Linked DNA regions of Mus musculus: region 2 is linked to region 1. The links are chromatin contacts, called in public Hi-C maps. All regions are on one chromosome and are shown on one strand. The core of a region is the stretch at or near the end of the contact, and the rest is flanking DNA. Distances in the headings are between cores, read along the strand shown. Region 1 overlaps Olfml2b (olfactomedin-like 2B). Region 2 overlaps Atf6 (activating transcription factor 6).

Evidence for each region. Hi-C and Micro-C count contacts between places; a contact is called where the count stands out from the background.
Region 2: a Hi-C map of bone marrow-derived macrophages shows a contact between it and region 1, with 22 read pairs. The contact joins two enhancer-like sites. A contact is called at or near these places in 4 of 39 promoter capture datasets (the HPC-7 cell line, embryonic stem cells, hematopoietic stem and progenitor cells and 1 more), 1 of 15 datasets of contacts at CTCF or cohesin (the NIH/3T3 cell line), 3 of 484 Hi-C or Micro-C datasets (bone marrow-derived macrophages, embryonic stem cells and stem cell-derived motor neurons), 2 of 115 datasets of contacts at active chromatin or transcription factors (heart atrium and pancreatic cancer cells) and 1 of 9 other capture datasets (embryonic stem cells).

What each region holds. Positions count from the first base shown.
Region 1 is chr1:170,663,219-170,669,429 of GRCm38.p6, forward strand. It overlaps Olfml2b (olfactomedin-like 2B), which reads left to right. Exons shown (of 8, transcript NM_177068.4): 5 at 3,354-3,579; 6 at 5,533-6,045. Among named protein-coding and RNA genes, the nearest start is that of Olfml2b, 22 kb to the left of the region's middle. Within about 2 kb of position 2,138, at least 65 of the 459 cell types and tissues checked have an H3K27ac peak or open chromatin away from gene starts, as enhancers often do. A contact at or near this core is called in bone marrow-derived macrophages, where this site is marked.
Region 2 is chr1:170,837,048-170,843,433 of GRCm38.p6, forward strand. It overlaps Atf6 (activating transcription factor 6), which reads right to left. Exons shown (of 16, transcript NM_001081304.1): 5 at 4,639-4,765; 6 at 3,634-3,837. Among named protein-coding and RNA genes, the nearest start is that of Gm25235, 7.4 kb to the left of the region's middle. Within about 2 kb of position 2,819, at least 3 of the 459 cell types and tissues checked have an H3K27ac peak or open chromatin away from gene starts, as enhancers often do. A contact at or near this core is called in bone marrow-derived macrophages, where this site is marked.

The sequences.
Region 1 (6,211 bases), core at 888-3,387:
GACTTGCAGAGGGATCTCTAGTACACATCTTTAATCCCAGCACTTGGGAGGCAGAGGCAATTAGATCTGTGTGAGTTTGAGGTCAGCATGGTTTACATAGCAAATTCCAGGACAGACAGGGCTATGTGATGATGATGATGATGATGGGTATGTGTTGGGCAGAGCCTAGGTTAGTTAGAGATTGAGCTGGCTCTTCTGTGTGCTATGATATATGTAAAAGGTTGCGAAGTGTGTTTCTCAGCTTTCTGCTACTGTAACAAATTACCTGAGATAATCAACTAAAAAAGAGGAATGGTCAAACGACTTGATTTCAGAAGTTTCAGCTCACGGTCATTGCTTTGCGTGGGGAGTATGTGGTAAAGCTCTGCCAGTCACCCCAGGGCATAGCAAAGCCAAGGAGAAGAAGGGGCCAGGCCCTATGACCTAACTTATCCCACTAAGCCCCATGTCTTAAAGCTTGCACTACCTCATAGCACCATGAACTAGACACCAAACCTTCAATAAATAGACTTAAGATCCAAATTATAGCAGGTCACATTGCTTTGTGGGACTCTGTTGCCTGGGTTATCGTAAATTTGGGTAGAGAGGATGGAAGGCTTTGTGTGTAGGCTCGGAACTCTTGATGTTTGGTTAGTTGATGGGTGTCATCTCTCCTAAACTAGCTTCAAACTGGCTATGTAGCCAAAGATGGCCTTGAACTACTGATTCTCCTGCCTCAGAGTCTCAGGTGCTGCGACTACAAGTGTGTACTACCATGCCTGGTCTATGCGGTGCTAGGGACTAAACCCAGGACTTTGGGCAAGATAAGCACTCTATACACCGAATTCCATTGCTGGCTTACAGGCTCAGAACTCTTGGGTAAAGAAACTCATTATAGTGAGGCTAAGGGGGCATATCTGGGGGGCTTGGGAACTTTCGAGTACATGTGTTCTGAAGACACATGGGGACTCTGAGACAACAGGCACTGGAAGAGTATGGTGTGTGGACTTCCCCAATAAGTCAAAAGCAGGAGGGCGGTGGTGTCGCACACCTTTAATCCCAGCACTTGGGAGGCAGAGGCAGGCGAATTTCTGAGTTCAAGGCCAGCCTGGTCTACAAAATGAGTTCCAGGACAGCCAGGGCTACACAGAGAAACCCTGTCTCGAAAAAAAAAACAAAAACAAAAAACCAAAAAAACAAAACAAAAAAAAAGAAGTCAAAAGCAATCCCATGCTGTAAAGCAAGAAACAGTAGTCATTACCTGGCTTTTGATGTTTTTGAAACATTATATTCCCTCATAAATAATTTGTCTTATTTTTGAGTGTCCCTTACGTATTGGTCACTGAAACATGTGTTTAGCCTGGTGGGTGGGTCACCCCTAAGGGACCTTGAAATCACCCCACAAAGAGGTGTGAAGGTACCTGAAATCACCCCAAAGCCAGGAGCTCTGGGAACCAGAAAGGGACGTGAAGGTGTCTGCCCCTCACACTTGGCTCCTGTGCCTCTCATCTCAGCCCCCGCTGCCCAGTGCAGCCAGCATTTCCTTACCTTCTGCTTCCAGCTTCCCAGTCAGCCAGCTAAGCTGGAGAATGCGGTCTGTTGTCTTGATGACACATTCTGTGGTACATTCAGAAACCCTGCTCAGATTTCCCGAGGGCAAACTACAAACCAAATCAAACACACCAAACTCTTTTTCTCCTTGCTCAGCAAAGTCCTTCCCGGGCCTTCCCTGAGTCCCCACAGCACACAGTGCTGAAGTTAGCACAATCCACCCAGCCAGGCTAGAAGCAGAGAGGGAGATACAGGATGCCCAGAGGTAGGCTCATTCTCTCGGTGTGTACGCAGCAGCCCTGTGTCTTTGGTGAGCGCCACGCTGCAACAGGGGAGATGGTTTTAGCTGGTTATTTTTGTTTCTTGCAAATGATGCCAGACAATTCTTGGAACGGCTAGTAATTATTTTGTAAGGTGGTCTTCCAACGTGGTCCTTGTCTAGAAGGTTGGCAGGGAGGCCCGGAGATCAGGTTGGTAGTGGAAAGGCACTGTGGGTGTGGGAACACTGGATGCCAGGAGGTGAAATCATTTGGCAGACTCTTGGATGAACAGAGAGGCAATCAGAATGTGGTGGGGGTAGCTGCCGCCCAGTTCAACTTGCCGCCAGCGAATCCAAGGAAATTATATGTTGTCTGGCAAAGGCTGTCCACCGTCTTGCTCCATATCCTTGGCTGGGACAAAGAACTGCAGTCCCTGCCCTTTCCCGAGAGCCTGGACCTAAAGTCAGTTCCTGGGGTTTGCCACAAAGAAATGACAGCTGGCTTCTCTGACATGGAGGGAAACCAGCGCCAGCAATTAGTTGCCCCTGGGCATTTGAGGTAGAGGCTGTGGCAGGAGCCTCTTGTCAACCTCCCAGGCAGCTCTTTCCACTGGGAAATGAAACATCTTCCACGTCCATGCACAGGGCAGTTGCCAGACCACAGCCCTGAAGACATGGAGATGGTGGCCACTTTTTGGAAGGCTAATAAGTAGACCTGAGGTCACAGTCAATGTGGCTTAATGTAAGGAGGAACACAGGCCCAGGAAGTAACCGTGGGGCCCACTTGGTGATTGTGTGACTTCACTTGTATCCTTCTCAGCTACTTCCCTGGGTGGAGTTTCAACTAAGTTACTGAATGGCTGTTTCCTTATCCAGGAAATGCTGGTAGCATTACCTTGCTCCATTGCTATGAGGATTAAAAATAATATTCTATATTGGGTTGGCTGTAATAGGTGCTCACTAAAATGGCACCACCAACAAGCAAGCATGCCCATCCTTCTGGTAGAGGTTGCCTTATAAGAGGCTTGAGGGAGGTACAGAGATGGCATGGAGGACCGACACCACCAAGGGCACAGCTGGCATACTAGCATGTGTTGTGCTCTCCCGGGTAGTTCTTTTACCCCAGTGAAGGGGGATTGACAAGGATGTGTGCACATTTTTCCAGCTGCCCATCACTACCTCATGTCAAAGAGACGGCCATATTTAGGGATGGCCATGTCTGTTGCACAGTCTGGTTAAACTCTCTTCATGCATGGGAAAACAAGCAGAGATGACAGGAGATGTGGTTAGAAGTGAGCATGGTGGGTTTTCTCCAGGCTGGATCCTAAAGGTCAGAGTGAAAGCCCTGTTTTCCCCCCTCTGTACACACCGAGGTGGTGGGATGGGGAGACAGTCTGGCCATGATGACTGGACTGGATCTCTACAGCTAATCTCTACAGCTAAGGCCCTCTTGGGAAGTGCGACTGTATTTGACTGTGGCCTGTGCTCCATCACTGTTCGTCCTGTCCCATGTCTCTGATCAGGGAGTGACCTGACCTTCCATTTTGTCCCCTCTGAGGAGCAGTATGAAGAACGGTTTCTGCAGGAGGAAACTGTGTCACAGCAGATCAACTCCATCGAACTCCTGAGGACGCAGCCACTGGTCCCTCCTGCAGCGATGAAGCCGCAGCGGCCCCTGCAGAGACAGGTGCACCTGAGAGGTCGGCTGGCCTCCAAGCCCACCGTCATCAGGGGAATCACCTACTATAAAGCCAAGGTCTCTGAGGAGGAAAATGACATAGAAGAGCAGCGTGAGTCCGGGTCAGAGGGTCAGGGATTTCATCCTTAGTGCAGGGATGCAGTTATCCCAGAGTTTGCTGAGAAGCCTTGGACCTTAACCTCTCTGGGGTTCAAAGACACTGTGGCAAAGGATGGATGAGCTGCAGGGACATCTGAATCCTTTTGTTTCTTCCTTCTGGTTTACAGATAGGGAAACCAAGGCTTGGGCAGAATAGCTTTCTTGGAGATACTAGGTAAGCTCTGCCATCTGCTCCTCTCTGTGGTCCTCAAGTTTGCTGAATTTCCAACTCCTTCTCTCATCAGCCTTCACCCTTCCTGCCTTTCCACAAAGAATAGACGAGCTCACTTCTGTATCCCTCCATGTCTCCTGTCATCTTTATTTTCCTTGCTCTGTTGCTCAGGCTCATCTATGAACTTCAGAAACTTCTGTGCTAGCATCTCTTCCAGCTTCTGGCTCCAACCTTCATTCTTCTCTTTCTGCTGCTTATTTTGACCAATGAAATCCTGACCCTTTAGTTCTAGTGTTTGCTCTAGGCTATGCTGCCAAGGCTTAAGCTTATCTCTCTGTTGCTCAGAGTCATCTGTGAACTTCAGAAATCTCCGTTCTAGCATTTCTTCCAGCCTCTTTTTATGTTGTCATTCTAATATTGCAGCAACTGCCTTATTTTGCTTTGCCAGCTTTAGTAAATTATCCTCTAGACTTTGCTGCCAATTTTTATCTCTATCTCCTTGTTGTTCAATCTGATCTGTGAAGGGTGGAATTCTTTTTTCTGGTGTCTCTTCCAGCTCCTGCTCACCCCTTACCCGCTCTTACCCACCCCAGCCAGGTCCTTCCCTCTGGTCTCAGGAAACAGCCTCCCCAGATGTGTCCCTGCTACACCTTGTTCTTTCATCCAATGCTTTCCGCTCAACCTGTTGCTGCAGCTGCAATCATTACCCACGTTAAGTATGTTCTCCAATTCTGACTACCCAAGTGCTCCGTCCCTCTTCCGGTCCAGCCCTTAGGGTGTTTCCTCCCTGCCCCACCCCTGCAGCATCATCTCCCTCCTGGTGTTCCAGGCGAACCTCTGAATTCTAGCTTTCTAGCTCTTTCTTTTGTGCGTAGAACTCAGTGTCCCCTCTCATACATCTTTGCCTTCCGAGTTTTGTCTGCTCATCCATCTCTCTCAGAATTAAAACTGACCTCTGTAAAGAGACCCCAAGCTGCCCTCGATCTAAGTGCTGGCTTCCTCTGACCCTACTTCCCACTTGTACCCTCTGCTGGGTCCACGCTGGCCTCCTCACTACTCCTCAGCCTCAGCAGGCTTGTTCTGGACCCCCAGGCTTCGCATTACTATTATTTCCTGCGCCACCCGCTCCTCCAACCAAGTCCTCCCCGCCTCTCCCCAACCTCCATGTCGCAGGGCCTACTGTTAACTTTCTCAGGTTCCTGAGCCCAGCCAGCTCAGTGGGTCTCATCTGACCAACCATTCTATTCGCTCCTGAGGGGGTTTATTGTTTTTATTTTCTTTCTCTAAAAATGTTTCTTAGCTACTGTTTTCCAGGCTATCCTTGAACTCCCAATCCTGGCTCACTTTCCCAAGTGCTAACATTGCCAGTGTGAGCTGCCCAGGCTCATAGCCCATGACTGCTCCTCCCCAGGCTGGAGTAAGGATAGTAGCAGATTGTTCAGAGACTCTCAAGAAGACACTCTTCTCCCCATGTTCCTGGCCAGCATCTAAGTCCCCAGCCAGAAGGGTTTGGGATGGACCTCAGCTAGAGGGCTTGTATAAAACGCACAAAGCCCTGGGGTCCACCTCCAACCAGAAAATAAAAGCCACCAGGTAAAATCCGGGCTGAACTCGGTTTCTCAGCTCACTGCCATGTTGGAGCAAGGAGCCTCCTTCACCTGCCTGTTGCCACCCATCCGTGGCCAGAGTGTTCCTTGTCCTGTGCCACAAATGAGCCTTGTGTTTGTTCCACAGACGATGAGCTTTTCAGTGGCGACAGTGGAGTGGACTTGCTGATAGAAGATCAGCTTCTAAGACAGGAAGACCTACTGACAAGTGCCACCCGGAGGCCAGCAACCACTCGTCACACTGCTGCTGTCACGACTGATGCGAGCATTCAGGCCGCAGCCTCATCCTCAGAGCCTGCACAGGCCTCTGCCTCAGCATCCAGCTTTGTTGAGCCTGCTCCTCAGGCCTCCGATAGAGAGCTCTTGGCAACCCCACAGACTACCACAGTGTTTCCAGAGCCCACGGAGGTGATGCCTTCTACCCAAGTCTCACCCACCACCGTGGCCCACACAGCTGTCCAGCCACTTCCAGCAATGGTTCCTGGGGACATATTTGTGGAAGCTCTACCCTTGGTCCCTCTGTTACCTGACACAGTTGGGACAGACATGCCAGAGGAAGAGGGGACTGCAGGGCAGGAAGCAACCTCTGCTGGTCCCATCCTGAGCCCTGAAGAAGAAGATGACATTCGGAATGTGATAGGTAAGTCCTTCTTCCCTGGACTGGTGCTCCTCTGGTCATTTTGGTAAAAGGAAAAGGGGTTTGTAAAGGACAGGAACTGGGAAGCCAGGCCCCTAGCTGGGGTAAAGTACTGGCCTTGCATGAGTGAGACTCTGGGTCTCACCCTCGGCTCCGCCAAAGCAACGCA
Region 2 (6,386 bases), core at 1,569-4,068, 170 kb after region 1:
AGGAGAGCAACCCTATAGGAAGACCAGCAGTCTTGGTTAACCTGGACCCCTGAGATCTCTCAAGACACTGGACCACCAACCAGGCAGCATACACCAGCTGATATGAGGCCAACACATATACAGCAGAGGACTGCCAGGTCAGGGTTTAATCAGAGAAGATGCACCTGACCCTCAAGAGACTGGGGGCCCCAAGGAGTTTGGAGGTCTGGTGGATAGGGATTGGAAGTGGGACATCCTTGAGGAGACAGGGGGATGGAGTGGAGGTATGGGATGTGGAACAGTTGGAGGGTGGACTGGGAGGGGAATAAAATCTGGAGTTGTAAATGAATAAATAAATAAATGATTACAAAAAAAATGTAAAATTAATTCTTAAATTTGAAATACATATCATTTACTGGAACATAACATTGCCAGACATGTTTAATCCTTGCTTTCCCCTAAACTGACCTTCTGTTATAAAATAAATTCATATAAAATGGAGAAATGTACTAAATGTATTAATGTATTAAATTATAGAAATATATACCTAGGCCAGATATACAAATAAAAGTATATATGTATTTAAATATATGAACATATGAACAAATACTGTGTTTTTTAACAGTACCGAATAAGACATTAAGTTAAGCTGCCATTAAAAAGATATACTCACTCTAATGTAAATTTGAAGCCAAGGATTCCTAAGTGAATATCCTTACTTCTCAGGGCACTGGAGTCTGAACCCAGGGACTTGTACATGCTAGGAAGGCCTTCTACCACTAAACCCTGGGTGGCAGTGAGGGGGTGGTTGACAGGATCTCACTATGGAGCTCAAAGCTGCCTGGAAGCTGCTGTGGACCCAGGCTAGCCTCAGCTCACAACCTTCTAGCTTCAGCTTCTCAAGGGTTGGGATTACAGGTACACCAGTGCCCGAAAGTACTCTTCTCTTAACAGCAGAAAAATAGCTCAGCTACACAAGATAATCAGGGTTGTCTGTCAGTTTCTATGGACTGAGAAAATACATAATGAGAAACGATTATTAAGAATTTAGCTATGGTTTTAAATGAATTTGTATTGGATAGAAAATAATATATGGCTATAAACCAAGCTCTTAGGATACTGAGAAAGGATTTTTGAGTTCAAGAAAATAATGACACTGTAGTATAAAGTTAGAAAATTTAACTGAAACCAAATTTCAAAGCATTAAGCCTGCAGGAATCACATCTATTCCATTTTTCTTTTTTGTCCACATAGTATATGCATGTACGTGTTTTCACGTGAATGCACATACACGTGAGTGCACATGTGTGTGGAGGCCAGAGGCTGCTGCTGGGTACTTCTTCAGTGGCTCTCTGCCTTAGATTTGAAACGGTCTCTCGTTGAAATTGGATCAATTGGCTAGACAGGCTGGTTGGTGACCTCCAGGGATCTGCCTACTTCTAGAGAGGCACTAGGGCACCCAGCTTTCCATGTGGGCGCTGGGAATCTGAGCTCAGGTCCTAGTGCTTCTGCGGCAAGCGCTTTACTGATAAAGCCATCTCCCCAGCACTTCCTTCTTCTCATTCCAAGGTCAAATTTTTTAAAAAGTATGAAAGATACATAATTAAACTTCAGATTATAATATTAATACCAAAGATTATATTATAAAAACAAACCATTTTATTGGCACATGCTCATCAAAAATATAGTTTTCAGATCATATAAAATTATTGAAATTCAAAATGTATACTTTTAATCTCTGGAACTGATAAGCTGCGCAAAAAAAAAAAATCTATCTTTATCTTGCTAGAGATCTCGGGCTGGAGGTGGTGGCGCACACCTTTTTTAATCCCTACACTCAGGAGACAGAGGCAGGCGGATCTCTGAGTTCCAGGCCAGCCTGGCCTACAGAGTGAATTCCAGGACAGTCAGGGCTACACAGAAAAACCTTGTCTTGAAAAACAAAACAACAACAACAAAAAAACAAAAACAAAAAAAGATCTCCTATCTCTCAAACAGAGCCAAGAGTTTACAGCAAACTCTTGAGGGTACGCCCTCGTTTACACGCTGCCATGCTAAGGTCATACTTCGGCTTTCATGCATGTGCTTTAACAGCTGTGGGAACTCTAATGAGGTTCTTCATGAATTTAAATTCTTAGCCTTGGAAAGATACAAATCATTTTGAGGTCTTAGAAATACTTTAGGTACTAGTCCTAAAACTCAATTTATGAATATACACTAAATCTTGTGCCTTATTTCAAAGAGTTTATCAGCCCTTAACATCCATTTGCAAATCACAAGAACACTTATTCCATAGGCTCGCTACTTTTCCTATTTAAAAAAACAAATAGGATGCTGCTCCTGAATGAAGGCGGGCATTTCAAATTGTTTGTCTGTTCATTTTGTTCTTTCATTAGGAATAGGTTTTCACCCATACAGCCACTCCCTTGTTTAGTTCTTTTTATCAATGTTCTATTGCCCATGGTTGAGATCAAATTTATGAAGCCTTTCCCATTGAAACGATGCTCCAGAGAAATAAGCTAACCAATCTTAAATGCAAATATGAACATAAACACAAATGTAACGTTGATGCTTATTTACAGAAGTCCTATTAACTCCTAGTGCTGATGAGGGCCAATAAATTCAATCTGGAGAAATGAGTACTGCATAAATTTTCTCATAGCCATGTGTACACAGATTGATATAAGTACAGTGATGACTAAGCTGCCTAAAAGATGTCACATATCTCAAGATTATCAAGTCCTCAGACCTGAATTTCTTTCACTAGTTTATAAACCCTTAACATCCTTTTGACTTTCTTGTAGAATCATAAGTGCATGAGGCCATCTGGTGGATAAAATATAGAAAAACACCAAATCTGAGCCAGTTGGCAAGTCAGGTCTTCTAAAACCTAGTTCAATGCCCTGCTTATCAAACTACACAGTCTCCTCAGAAATTAAGAGCCAGATTTATTGCTCAACACATCCCTGATTTGAAATGGTCCTTATTATTGTAAGTCCTAACCACCCCTAAAACAAAACAAAACAAAACAAAACAAAACAAAACAAAACAAAACAAAACAAAACAAAACAAGACGGCCACAGCCAGAATAATCTCAGAATAAAATAGCAATACAAACGTCTCCCAGAGTTTCTTCCTCATTCTAAGTGGTTTTATATCAAAAACCTCAGCCAGCTGTGGCACACACCTCTAGTGCCAGCATTCAGGAGTCAGAAGCAAGCAAATCTCTGCTGGTTTGAAGCCAGCCTGCTCTATTTACAGAGTTCCAGGCCAGTTAAGGATACATGACATTCTGCCTCAAAAAAGAAAGAGAAAAAGGAAATCAAGAAGAAGAGGGAGGAGGAGGAGGAGGGGGAGAGGAAGAGGAGGAAGAAGAAGAGAAGGAGGACACCACCACCACCACAACCACAACAGCAGCACCTCGAATACAGATATCATCACAATAAAAGCTGTAAGAGAATAAGAAGCAACAGTTATGATCAGTATTCTGTCTCTGCAAAGGCAGGAACCATATTAGTCATCTCTGCAAAATCCTGAGAACCAAGGGACATTTCCTGATGTGATGGCCCATGCTCAAAAAACTTAATACAAATTAAAATAAAGTGTGTAATATAAGCCTTATATTATACAGAGCGTCATAGTCTCCATGGGTACCTTTGGTGGGCGCAGGCTGTATGCTGATAATCGACTGCTGCTTTGCCAGTGGCATAAGGGCTGGTAGTGTCTGAATGATGATGGCTTTTGCTGGGACACTGGCATTGGTTTGAGTCTTGGGCGCTGCTGGAAGTAATAAAGGCTTGGGCTGAACTGAAGGTTTTGAACTCATCTGAATTTTTTTCTTTGGAGTCAGTCCATGTTCTAGAGTTTAAAAAAAAATTTTTTAAAAATTTTAAAAAACCTCCAAGTCAATCTGAAGAAAGTTAAGAAAAGCTATCACATTCCATACTGTCCTCTATGTATTACCCTAATCACGTTCCATACTGTCCTCTATGTATTGTCCTGACTTCCGAGTAACAATCACCAATGAGCGTACGCACAGCTACTCTGTAGCTGAACAGACTGAAGAGAACGTCCTACTCTGAGATCATCCTGTGCAGCTCTGGGAAGGGGGAACATGAACTGCTAAAGGTCAGGTCAAAATTACTGACTGACGCCCACAGCTTAAGGAGGTGAGAGGCGTCACCTCTTTCACTCAGTGTCTTTAACTGCACTGCTACAACCTCTCCTGAAGATGACGGGGTCCACGCCTATTCTAACTATTTTTCACAAAGACCATCATAAAACATTTTTCCCCTTGACTTTTTCAGTTATTATTCAGAACAACAAAAAAATAAGATGTAATTTAGGGGCTTTAAGTATACTGGTTGTTTCTCAAGTGGGCCTGGATTCTGCAACAGCTTATAACTGTCTACAATTCCAGTTCCAGGGGATTTGAAGCCCTCTTTTAGCTTCTGGGGTCAGGAAGCATGCACTTGGTTCACAGACATATATGCCGATAAAACACTTGTACACATAATAAAATAAAATAAATAGACTATTTTTTAAATGCAAGCCAATTTAATAAATATAAGCTTAATCCAAGATTTGCCTTTTAAATATGGAACTTAAGTTGTCTAAAATGGAAATAATAGAAGTTGGGAGAGCGAGAGCGGCAGATACCTGTTTTGTTTCCAGGACCAGTGACAGGCTTCTCTTCCTTCAGTGGCTCTACAGAGGAGGGGCTATTACAGCTGTCGCCATATAAGGAAAGGGGGGACTGAGAACTAGACAACAAATCCAACTCCTCCTGCAGTGAAACACAAAAAATTAATGAGCAAGGGTATAATCTTTGAGCAACAAATTACTTAAAAAGAGAACACGATCTTACTTAAACAGAAAAGTGCCACAGACAGCTTAATGCGAAGATAATGCACAGTATAAGTGACTATTGGTAAGTCAACGCTCACGGACCCCAGAGGAAAGACACTGAAAATGCAGCATCTTATGCCGCACTCGCGAAGTAAGCATAGACTGTTCATCTGTTCCCACTTCTCCCCACCCACTCTGGTCTTCCCTGGTCTGTAGTCATACAGACAGCGACTTATCACCATAAGGCTAGAGCTACGGCTAATATCCCTTCCCATTTCTTTTATTCACCCTTAAAAGAATTTTAAAAGCAAAGTAATTCTATTAATTCTTTATCAACACTGCCTTCTTCCACAATAAGGGAGATTAATCTTAAAATAAACAGTTATTTTACTTAATGGATGAACAAATAATATAAAGATGTATTAAGATGACTTTAACAATTCTCTCTTAATTTTCAGTGAATCTGTCATGTTTGTTAGGGTAACATAGGAAAAAATTAAGATTCCCTTCTAATAACACAGAATAAAGTAGGCTCAAAAAGTATAGAAAAACTAAATGTTAAAGATAAACTATATGGTTAATATATGGTTAATATAAGAAAATGCAGGAAATATCTTTGTGGTATATAAGCACAAAAGAACTTCTTAAAACTTCCAAATTGGGCCTGGAGCTAGCTAAGCAGATAAGAACACTTGTTCTTCAGCACCCACCCAGTGGCTCACAGCCATCTATACTCCGGTCCTGGGGTACCTGACATACTCTTCTGACCTCTGGAGTCACCAGGCATACACATGTAAGTGCACATATATGCATATAGGCAAAACACTGATACATATAAAATAAAATTTTAAAATCTAAAAGAAAACTTAAAAAACAATACCAACAAAACAAAACACTTCAAAATTAAGCCAAGAAGGAAAGAGGGTATATGTGGGGGCATATATGAGTAATTGAAAATTAATAAGTTTTACTTAACAAGACTGCAGCCGGGCAGTGGCAGCACACGCCTTTAATCCCAGCACTCAGGAGGCAGAGGCAGATGGATTTCTGAGTTCAAGAACAGCCTGGTCTACAGAGTGAGTTCCAGGACAGCCAAGGCTACACAGAGAAACGCTGTCTGGAAAAAAACAAAACAAAACAAAACAAAAAAACAAAAAACAAAAAAAAAAAACAAAAAAACCCAAAGACTACAAAGTTGATAGATAATAGGAAAATGAGGTTAGCAATGCCTTTACCCAGCAAGAGTTTGAGACTTGAGAGTCAGGGAGGAAAGTACTGTCTTCTCACACTTCTCACCTCAGGCTGGGAAAAACAGACAGGGAGCCCTGGGGCTCAGGTCAGCCACCTGATGAGTTAGGTCTGAGGACTGAGAGCTGTCTCACAGGGGTGAGGTACTCCTGACGAACCAGCCTCCTCACACACCAACACAGACGTCACACAGCACAACTTAATGTCTTAACCACTCATCTGATTCTTGCAAATAGCACAAAAACAGACAGTAAATCCATAGACAACTGTCAAAGGACAAGAATACACAATTTATGAAGATCATAAATACA